2 separate regions of the Mus musculus genome follow, and region 1 is linked to region 2. Evidence: chromatin contacts called from public HiCAR-type data. All regions are on one chromosome and are shown on one strand. The core of a region is the stretch at or near the end of the contact, and the rest is flanking DNA. Distances in the headings are between cores, read along the strand shown.

Region 1 (4,370 bases), core at 123-2,622, 470 kb before region 2:
CTGTAGCCCCTCCTCCTGTGTCTGCGTGGCACACTTGTGCCTGGTGCCTAAGGATGCTCAGCCCTGCGCCCCCCACCCACCCACCCCTGCACTTTGGGTCTCTCACACACTGTTGAAGCGTCTTTTCTGAAGCATTTGTTCTTTTCTGAAGCACATTAGAGCAAAAGGGTGAAGAATGGCCACAGACTAGCAGAACCGAGTCTTAGAGCAGGCTCGCTTTCTCTTATCTCTGAAGAGCAAGCTGAGCATAGGGTGTGGGGTAGTACAGATGATGCTATCCAAAATGAGGGTGCCAGTCCCAGGTGAAAGAGCAGTGGCATCTTATTGTTCTCCTGCATGGGAACCTGGGGGGAGAGTCCTTAGGAGCGGGTGTCAATCTGAATTGCTGTCCTAAGCTGTGAGTTTGTACTGAGACCCCTGCTGTGGCTGCTCCAAGCACATGTAACTTGCATTTAACTTAATTAAAACTTAATGAAATTTAGCACTCAGTTCCCTGGTAGCACTGGGCTCCATTCAGGCACACACAGAACACTGTTGGAGAGCAGGTCAATATTAGGCAGTACAGAAGAGAACACTTTGATCTTCCAGAAAAGCTGGCCTTACTGCTGGGGCCACCTACCTGCCTGCGGCCCCTCCCCCTCCCCTTCTGAAATGGGCCAGCCCTGGGATTCTGTGGTTTGAGTAGCTTGTGAGCCCCCTGAGAAGGGTCAAAGAGAAAGAAAGCATCTTTATCTTGGCTCTGCGTGCTATCCCTGGCTGGGTGGCACTGCTGCCCCTGAAGGCCCACAGAACAGGCATGCAGCGTTGTGAGAAGTAGGTCCTGGGCCACAGTCCAGAGACCTCAGCCATGGTGGCTAGCACGTCAGGACAGAGTCAGGACACTCGGACCCTAAGAGTCCTTCCAAGTGCTTGTTTCTTCCCCTGATGACTCTACTCCCTGGGTGTAGTGTGACACTTGTGATTAGTGTTGCTACAGAAGTCCATCTGCCCATTTCCTGTGTTCACTCGGGCAAAAGAGGGTGAGTATTCTCCAGTCTCCAGGACTAAGCCCTGAGGACTGGTAAATACTCTGGTATGGCATTGATGCAGTCCCTCATCAGTCTCACCAGAGTCTCTACTGCCCTTTAGAGCTTGGATCAGAGCTGAAAGATAACCACACACTTTGAATAGCCCACATTGGCAGCCGCCTCTGCACTTTGAGGATCAGGAACAGGGCGCTGTTTTAACACTGGTTCTGTGTTTTCTGTTGACAGAGGAAGTCCTCATGGACTTAAGGCTCTCGTGGTTTCCTCCATCTTCAGTAGCGCTAGGCTCAGCCTGCAGCCTGGTGGCAGCTGGCATGCTCCCCAGGTATCTGACTGCTGCCAATTGCAACCCTCCACACAGCAGTGGTGCTACAGCAAATAGCCGTTCACCAGGCAAAGCAATTCAGTAAGGGCAGCATGTGACTAGGTGGCCACTTCAGGATGAAGAATACCAGAGGGTTCAAGGACCGGCAGTCAGGCTACACTTTGTAAGTGGGTGCCTGGCCAGTGCAACAGGAATGAACAATGTTCTCTTGCTTGACACGGGCCCCTCTTCTAAAGCCTGCTGGCTCCTAATTGCTTGGAAACATCCTGTGTTCTGTTTACCAAAACGGACTTCTGGATTGGCTGTGAGCAGTATGTGCTGGCGCCAAGGAGCCAGGCAGGCCTGCCCTGGGGCTGATGAGCAAGGTTAGCGCTGTAGCACCAGGCTACAAGGGCGTTGAAAGGAGACAGCTCAGAGCTGGGTGAATGGAGGAAAGAGCCTGAGGCACCCTGGCCTCTTCATCTAATATAAAGCCAGCCCTGAGGGCAGTGCTTCTGCCAGGACCTCAGCCCTCAGGTCCTTTCTTCCTGTTGGGTTTCTTTAGCGGGAAACTCATGTGAAAGGAAGCAAACCCAGGATTAGAAGATGACTGGAATTTGAGGGAAATTGCCCTTTTAAGCTGCAAGGCCCTGGACTTGTCCGGAGACCCAAGCTCTGAGTTTTGGTGTGTCCTGCTCTCTCTGGAATTCTCACCAGACACCCTAGGACCAGAGATTTGCAGTATAGGCTTACCGCAAGGGGTCTTCAAAGCAGTATAACAAAGCACCCAAAAGTGCTTGGCTTTTACTACATTTTTTAGTATCCTGACAGAATGTCAAACAAATCCTTTACACCTGCATTTTCCTAGAACGAGGTGGTGCCAGCAGCAGCAGGATCTTTTTCATGCTGTGCGGATTGAAAGCAGAGGGCCCCTGTCTTCCTGCCAAACTCAGTAGCCTCAGGGCAAAGCGAATGGACTTGCCCAGAGCCAGGGTATTCCAGGGGTGGGAGCATAGCCCAGTGGGCTGTGAATGAGGCTCAGCCAGCAGATCAATGGCAAGAAATGAAATGTGCCTCCTTGTAGCCAACCTGGGAGCCAGACTGAGACAAAGACACATACACACACACACACACACACACACACACACACTGGCTTCCTTCCTCACAGCCCCAGGGGGCACTGCCCAGCAGATGGTAAGATCCAAATGTGGGGATCCTCCATCTCAGACATCCCTAGCACTCCCTGCACCCTTCAGTCCTCTCCACAGCCTGAAGCAGGGAAGTGCAAGATCAGCTTCGAATTGAAGCTATCTGTGGGCCATGCTTTGCCTGCAGGAGGCACAGGGTGTCCACCTGGTTGGCATTCCCTGCATGCAGCCCCACAGATCTGCTTGGCTCCATCCTTCAGTCTGACCTTTAGAGGCTCTGGTTGTTCGGAGAACAACGGAGCAGTGGAGAGGTGAGGGGTGAGGCAGAGCTAGAGAAAGCCTCATGGTGGGTAAGAGCTGGCCAATGTAATAAACTGCGCTGGCTTGAAGGACCCTCTAGCCTGGAAATGGATGCAGGTGTATTTATACAGGAAATGGGTCACGGCTGGTAGGGGCCTGCAGGTATGGCCAGATGTGTGCACCTGCTCTTAATCACTTCATCCTACAAGTCCTCCATCAAAACAGTTACTTTTGACAAGGGTCATTGTGTTATCAACCTGTTAATCCACTGGCTGGTTCAGTTCCAACTTTCTCAGTGACTGGGCTGGAGAGAGTGGCTGTCCCCAGACCCTGTTACTGATGAAACCCAGGTAATGAAAGGACTCTTCCTTTGTGAGAGTGGGAGAGAAGCCTTACTGATCACCTTACGTCACAGACAACCTTCAGGCCCTGAGCTCACTCCTGTCACAAGACAGGAGTAATCCATTGAGGAACTGTAGCCACAAAAAGAAGGAAGCCCCAGCATTCTTAGATACCCCCCAGCACACAGAGGTCCTGTGTGATTTATGTAGAGAGCCGAATGTGGATATGCTGTCTGCGCTGTGCTCTGTACGCTGTGCCTTGGGAGGGACTGGGAGTCACTCCTGATATCCCTGGCTCCTTAGCACTCACATATCTTATATCTGAACTCTTAAGAGTTGTCAGTGGGAGGTTAAAAGGTACCCATCAGCCGATACCCTATCAGCCATGGTGCCTGAGCACAGGGCTCCCACCTAGGGCCATTCTCCAGAGTCTGTATTTTGTTGGTAGTGGTGATAGGTTGGTTTATTTGTTGGTTGGTTTGTTTTTTCGAGGCAAGGTTTCCCTGTGTGGCCTTGGCTATCCTGGAACTCATTCTATAGACCAGGCTATCCTCAAACCCAGAGATCCAACTGCCTCTGCCTCCCCTTAGTGCTGGGATCAAAGGCATGGACCACCACCATTTCAGATTCATTTTTTTTAAAGGCCACATGAGTCATATTGCCACTCTGGGAGGTGACAATAGCTGCGACTAAGGATGAGCAGCCATTGTCCAAACAATACGCTCTGGCTACTGCCCAGTGGGAAGTGTCTCTCTGCAGCGTGGGTATCCTGCTGGAGCTCAGCCCTTGAATCCATCTCTTCAGGGGCTCTTGCTTTCGCACAGCATGCAGAGTCCTAAGACCTATGAGCCACCCAGTCTTGAGGACAGACCCTGAGGAGGTCTAGATGTCCTGGCTGCTTAACCTGGAGATGGTCTCTGGGCAAAGAGAATCTCAAGGTCCATACAATAAATTGGCCCTTGATACTCTGTTTTCCCACATCCCTGTATCTCATGTGGAACACACCTCTGCCCTCAGGATTCCCCATGCAGCTGCTACCCAGATACCAGCTGCCTATTGTCAAGTCTCTGCAGCTCTGGGGTGCCTTGTGGCCCCAAGGTGACCCTGGTCACCCCTAATGTCAGTGTTCCCTAAGACCAGAAGCCACCCCCTTTTGCTAGTCTCCTTGGCCTAAAGTGAGTCTTTTGGCAGGGCTGGTTGGGAACCAGCAGCTGTTGAGGAGAAGGGACCATCTGGGAGAAGGGCAAGCTGG
Region 2 (4,263 bases), core at 1,091-3,590:
CTCTCGTACCAGCTTGGAAAGGGGGTGGGATGAACTTGAACCAAGAACCAGTTCTGCTCTGTTCCCTCCTAGGAATTCTGCTGCTATCTTAGGGCCACCTTCTGGCATTGGGTGGCTCAGCCCTGGGGACTACTCTGACTTAGCTCTGCTCCACTGTAGGTCTTGTGTATGACACACTGATGTTGAAGCATCAGTGCACCTGTGGGAACACCAACAGCCACCCGGAGCATGCTGGGAGGATCCAGAGCATCTGGTCCCGCCTGCAGGAGACTGGACTCCGTGGCAAGTGTGAGGTATGGGGTCTATAGGGACAGAGACCCCTTCCACCTTGTTTGTGCCAGGACATGGCCTCCAGCCTGCGGTATTCATATTCTCTACCAGTCTGTATTCATGTTGTAGTAAGGGAGAGGGTTCAGGAAACATTGCCTATGTATTCTCATCTCCATCCATTCTGTCTGTGGCCTTTTGAGAAGCCTGTCTTGGTTCCTTTTCTATTGCTGTGATAGAATACCTGAGGCTTATACTTTATAAGGCAAAGAGGTCTGTTTACCACCTCACAGTTTTAGTAGCTAGAGGGTCAAAAACAGAGTACCAACATCTAATGAGAATCCCCTGACTAAGCCACAATGTAACAGAGAAGCAGAAAGGAGACAGCTTGCTGTGTGAGCTGGCTTTTCCCTGTGACAGCCTGTTCATTTGAGAACTAGTTTAGGCATACAGGTCTGAGCCATAATAACTTCTAAGAGTGAAGTCCTCATTTCCCAGTCACCTTCTGCCAGATCTGCAGTGCCAGCACTACCATATTGGGTGTCTAGCCTCTTCTCCATGAGCTCTTGAGGGCACATTACCTGCTTCCTTAAGATTCGGTGTCTTCTACAGAAGATGCTCCACTCTGCTCTGTTCTCAAACCCACATGCCAGGCCGACTCCCCTTGGCTGTCCCTGCCTTCTTCCTAGCTACTTCTCAGCTGCTCCCTGTGGCTGACCAGTGTGTACATCCATGCTTATGAAGTGAGGGAAGGATCCAAGACCCAGAGTGAAGACCAGCCCACATGTCCCACCAGCCCTGTCGGCTTCATGAGCCCGTGTTCTCCTGTTGTACGTATCAGAAAGGTGCTCTGGGGATATGCGGAGAACTCTGGACCTTTTCCTCCTCAGAAGGAAAGTTCTGTGAGGCAGTAGCCAGTATAGAAAGTACCCCTCAGCCTGGTTAGCTTTGCCTCTGGTTCCTTTATGCCAGTGTCTCTACCCAAGGAGCTGTGTGGCAGACATTGGGTTGTCACTCTGGGTATTGGTACTCAGTTTCCCCAGGTGCCATGCTTGCCCTCAGCAGGGCTGGCCTACCTGCCAGTGGGTGTAGTGTTCACCCCATACCTGGCCACAGCAGAGCAGGTCACATAGAAAAGGGCTCTGTCCAAGATCATGTCAGGCCTCTCTGGGTTCCTGTGTCATGACACAGCAGGTATGCATTCCCAGGCCCTGTGTACTCAGGAGTCCTAAGCTCTGAGGAGAAAGGATGAATTTGGGTAGGGCAGAGACAGAGACCAGGGTCCTGTGCCTGGGAGCTGTTAGCCTCGGGTGAGCCTTCGTTCCTTTCCCTGTGCCCTAAGGCTGGCATCACCTACCTCCTAGGATTGCCTGCAGTACCTGCCACAGGAACCTATTGTGTCTTCTCCTCAGCTAGAAAAATCCCTTCAGTCCTGCACATCAGTATAGGTTAGGGCACAAGGAACCTCAAAGGCCAGTAAATACCTCATGGAACAGCAGTAATTTCTGTTTTCTCTCAGTGGGCTCACCTGCCTTCCCTTATGCACTGGAGAATTCAGAGTTTAGATTTAGCCCAGGGCTCACATAGCCCTTGACTCCCTTACCACCCGTATTGTACCTCACTTTTGAGGATGTCTCAGTATCAGGCCCACACCTGCTTCTGAAGTCCCTCTGGATAGAAGATGATGAACAGGGGTGCGGTGAGGCCACAGGCACCTGCTTTGGAAGTCTGTCCAGAATGCTATGCCACTGGGGGGCAGCATTGACCAGTGTACACAAGTCGTGAGAAAAATCTCCTCTTTGTTGAGCTGGCCTTGCAGGATGAACTAACCATTCTGTGTGTCCAGATGTTGCCCTGAGGCAGCCTTCAGTTTTCAGCATTCATCAATTTCTTGTCCCCTCCCAGGAAAGTACACGCAGGCAGAAACTGTGAGGCATATTCTCAGCCAAGAAAGCAGGTGGAGCCAGGCAGGGGTAAGAACACAATAGATAAAAGCAGGGTAGCCACATCTCCTCAGTCCTTACTGCCTGTGTGGAGGCACAAGAGCACAGTAGCCAGCTCCTAGTGCAGCACAGAGCACAGTGTGTCACCATGTTCAAAGTGTCCCACAAAGGGCTAGTGTTGAGGGGATAGTAGAGCAGTGGCTTGAGGCCCCTCGAGAAGGAGCTCAGGCAGTTCCCTCACTTTAGATACTTCCTGCTATTTTTAAGCCCAGACCTTGGTTTTAGAAAACAAAGTAATAATTTATTGAAAATTATTGTGTGACAGTAAAGGGGGTCATGTTAAAAAGCAGAATTCTCTTTTTAAATGTTTTTCAAAGCTATGATTAAAATATAAGCCATCTACAATATTTTGAAATGTGATGTTATGTGCTGTTTTGTTTTCCACTTTTCAGAAAGTCAGTAATGATGTGCCTATCCCCATATTCAGGTTGCATCCCTCTGGGGCAGTGGCCTTGTCATGGTAGATAGAGCTGACACAGAAACATGTTCTCCCCTTGTGTCCCACAGTGCATCCGTGGACGCAAGGCCACATTGGAGGAGCTGCAGACAGTGCACTCGGAGGCCCACACACTCCTCTACGGCACAAATCCTCTCAACAGACAGAAACTGGACAGTAAGAAACTTCTAGGTACTCGAGACCTCCTTACATCCCTACCAGGTTTGATCTGCAAGTGATGTTTCCAGCCCTTGGCTCCTGCTGGCCAGGACAGGAAGGTTGGCTCCCACTAAGGCCACGGCGCAGAGAAGCCTAGAGCACAGTCAGCTCTGGAAGCTGTTCAGGAATGCTTACGGCCAGGGGTACCCAGCCCTTGCCCTATTTGCAGTTCCTTTCTAAGACTGCTGAGGGGAAGGCTCAGAGCAGGCCTGGAGAGTCCCTGGCCTGGCCACACTGAAGCCATTGGTTAGACTCGGGAGCTGAGTCTTGCCCCTGTCAGTCAGCACTCCTATGGGCAGGTTCTTGCTAGCAGAGACTCATCCTGCATCAGCAGAAGGGGCTTTATCAAATAAAAGTAGGCTTTGACAAACTGTGGGGCCCTATGTAATCCCAGAGTGCACTCTACATCACCAACCTGGCTTACCCCACAGACTCCAACTGCTCAGAGACAGTGATTTTTGCAGTGATCCAGAACTACAGGCAGTAGAAACAGAGACAGAGCTAGAGTTTCTTCTGGTCTCTTCCTTGAGACTCTGACTTCAGGTCGTGGTCCCACAATGGGGGTTCTTGGGCTGCACTAAGCCTGTCTCCCTCTCACCCTCTCTAGTGGGCCCTTTGAGTGCTTGCCTTCACCCTCAATCAGGAGACAGGGGACCCCTCTGCGGGTACTCAGCCAGTCCAAAGAGTACTGCCAGTGAGGGCTCCCAGCAGACATGTTCTCCAAGCTCTTGATGCTGTGCTCACACAGAGCCCTTCTGTGGTGTAGCCTGGTCTAGTGATAGTACCAAGGAGCAGATGGGAGTGGGATGGGTTTATGCTAGAATTTCAGGGCGCCTCTTGCCAGATTACACGGACCTAGGAGTTAGACCCTGGCAGGCAGCAATGAGGAAGTCTTAAGAGTGAATAGTAGGGCATGGCATGGGGCACTCCACAGAGAACTGGGGTGTGCTCTGCCTCCCTCCTGTCCCTGCCACCCAACACTGTTACTGCTGCCAAATAAACAGGAGGGCAGGCCTCTTGCAGCCTAGGAGTTCCATTCCTTAGCGTTCTTTCTCAGCCACTGGGGAACACTGCCAGCCTAGATGAGATGAAGCCAGAAGCTGCTCAGCAGCCAGAGGACAGCCCTGTGGCCCCATGGGAAACAGTCAGAGTAGCCTGGGATGTGTGGTCCAGGTGCTGTCTGCTACTGACCCAGGCTGGATGCAGGGCTATCATAGGTCTTCTGGGACTTTCACTCTTCAGGCCATGCCTTTTGTTTTGCCCTCTATAGCCCACTGTCCTGCACATGGGACCCTTGGCTATAGAGTACTCTCCACACAGGAGCAGGACAGAGCCAGC

Evidence for each region. HiCAR-type assays count read pairs that join an accessible place to other places.
Region 1: a HiCAR-type map of astrocytes shows a contact between it and region 2, with 8 times the contacts expected there. The contact joins two enhancer-like sites. A contact is called at or near these places in 3 of 15 datasets of contacts at CTCF or cohesin (embryonic stem cells, large pre-B cells and stem cell-derived epiblast-like cells), 25 of 484 Hi-C or Micro-C datasets (CD8 T cells, the HPC-5 cell line, the MPC-11 cell line and 16 more), 22 of 115 datasets of contacts at active chromatin or transcription factors (the HPC-7 cell line, SST interneurons, astrocytes and 12 more) and 2 of 9 other capture datasets (embryonic stem cells and embryonic trunk).

Annotation. Positions count from the first base shown.
Region 1 is chr1:92,435,128-92,439,497 of GRCm38.p6, reverse strand. It overlaps a transcript of Ndufa10 not described here. Among named protein-coding and RNA genes, the nearest start is that of Mir6900, 27 kb to the left of the region's middle. Within about 2 kb of position 1,372, at least 105 of the 459 cell types and tissues checked have an H3K27ac peak or open chromatin away from gene starts, as enhancers often do. A contact at or near this core is called in astrocytes, cerebral cortex, neural stem cells and 2 more, where this site is marked.
Region 2 is chr1:91,966,973-91,971,235 of GRCm38.p6, reverse strand. Hdac4 (histone deacetylase 4) reads left to right here. Exons shown (of 27, transcript NM_207225.2): 15 at 160-293; 16 at 2,778-2,883. Among named protein-coding and RNA genes, the nearest start is that of Gm46242, 89 kb to the right of the region's middle. Within about 2 kb of position 2,340, at least 29 of the 459 cell types and tissues checked have an H3K27ac peak or open chromatin away from gene starts, as enhancers often do. A contact at or near this core is called in astrocytes, cerebral cortex, neural stem cells and 2 more, where this site is marked.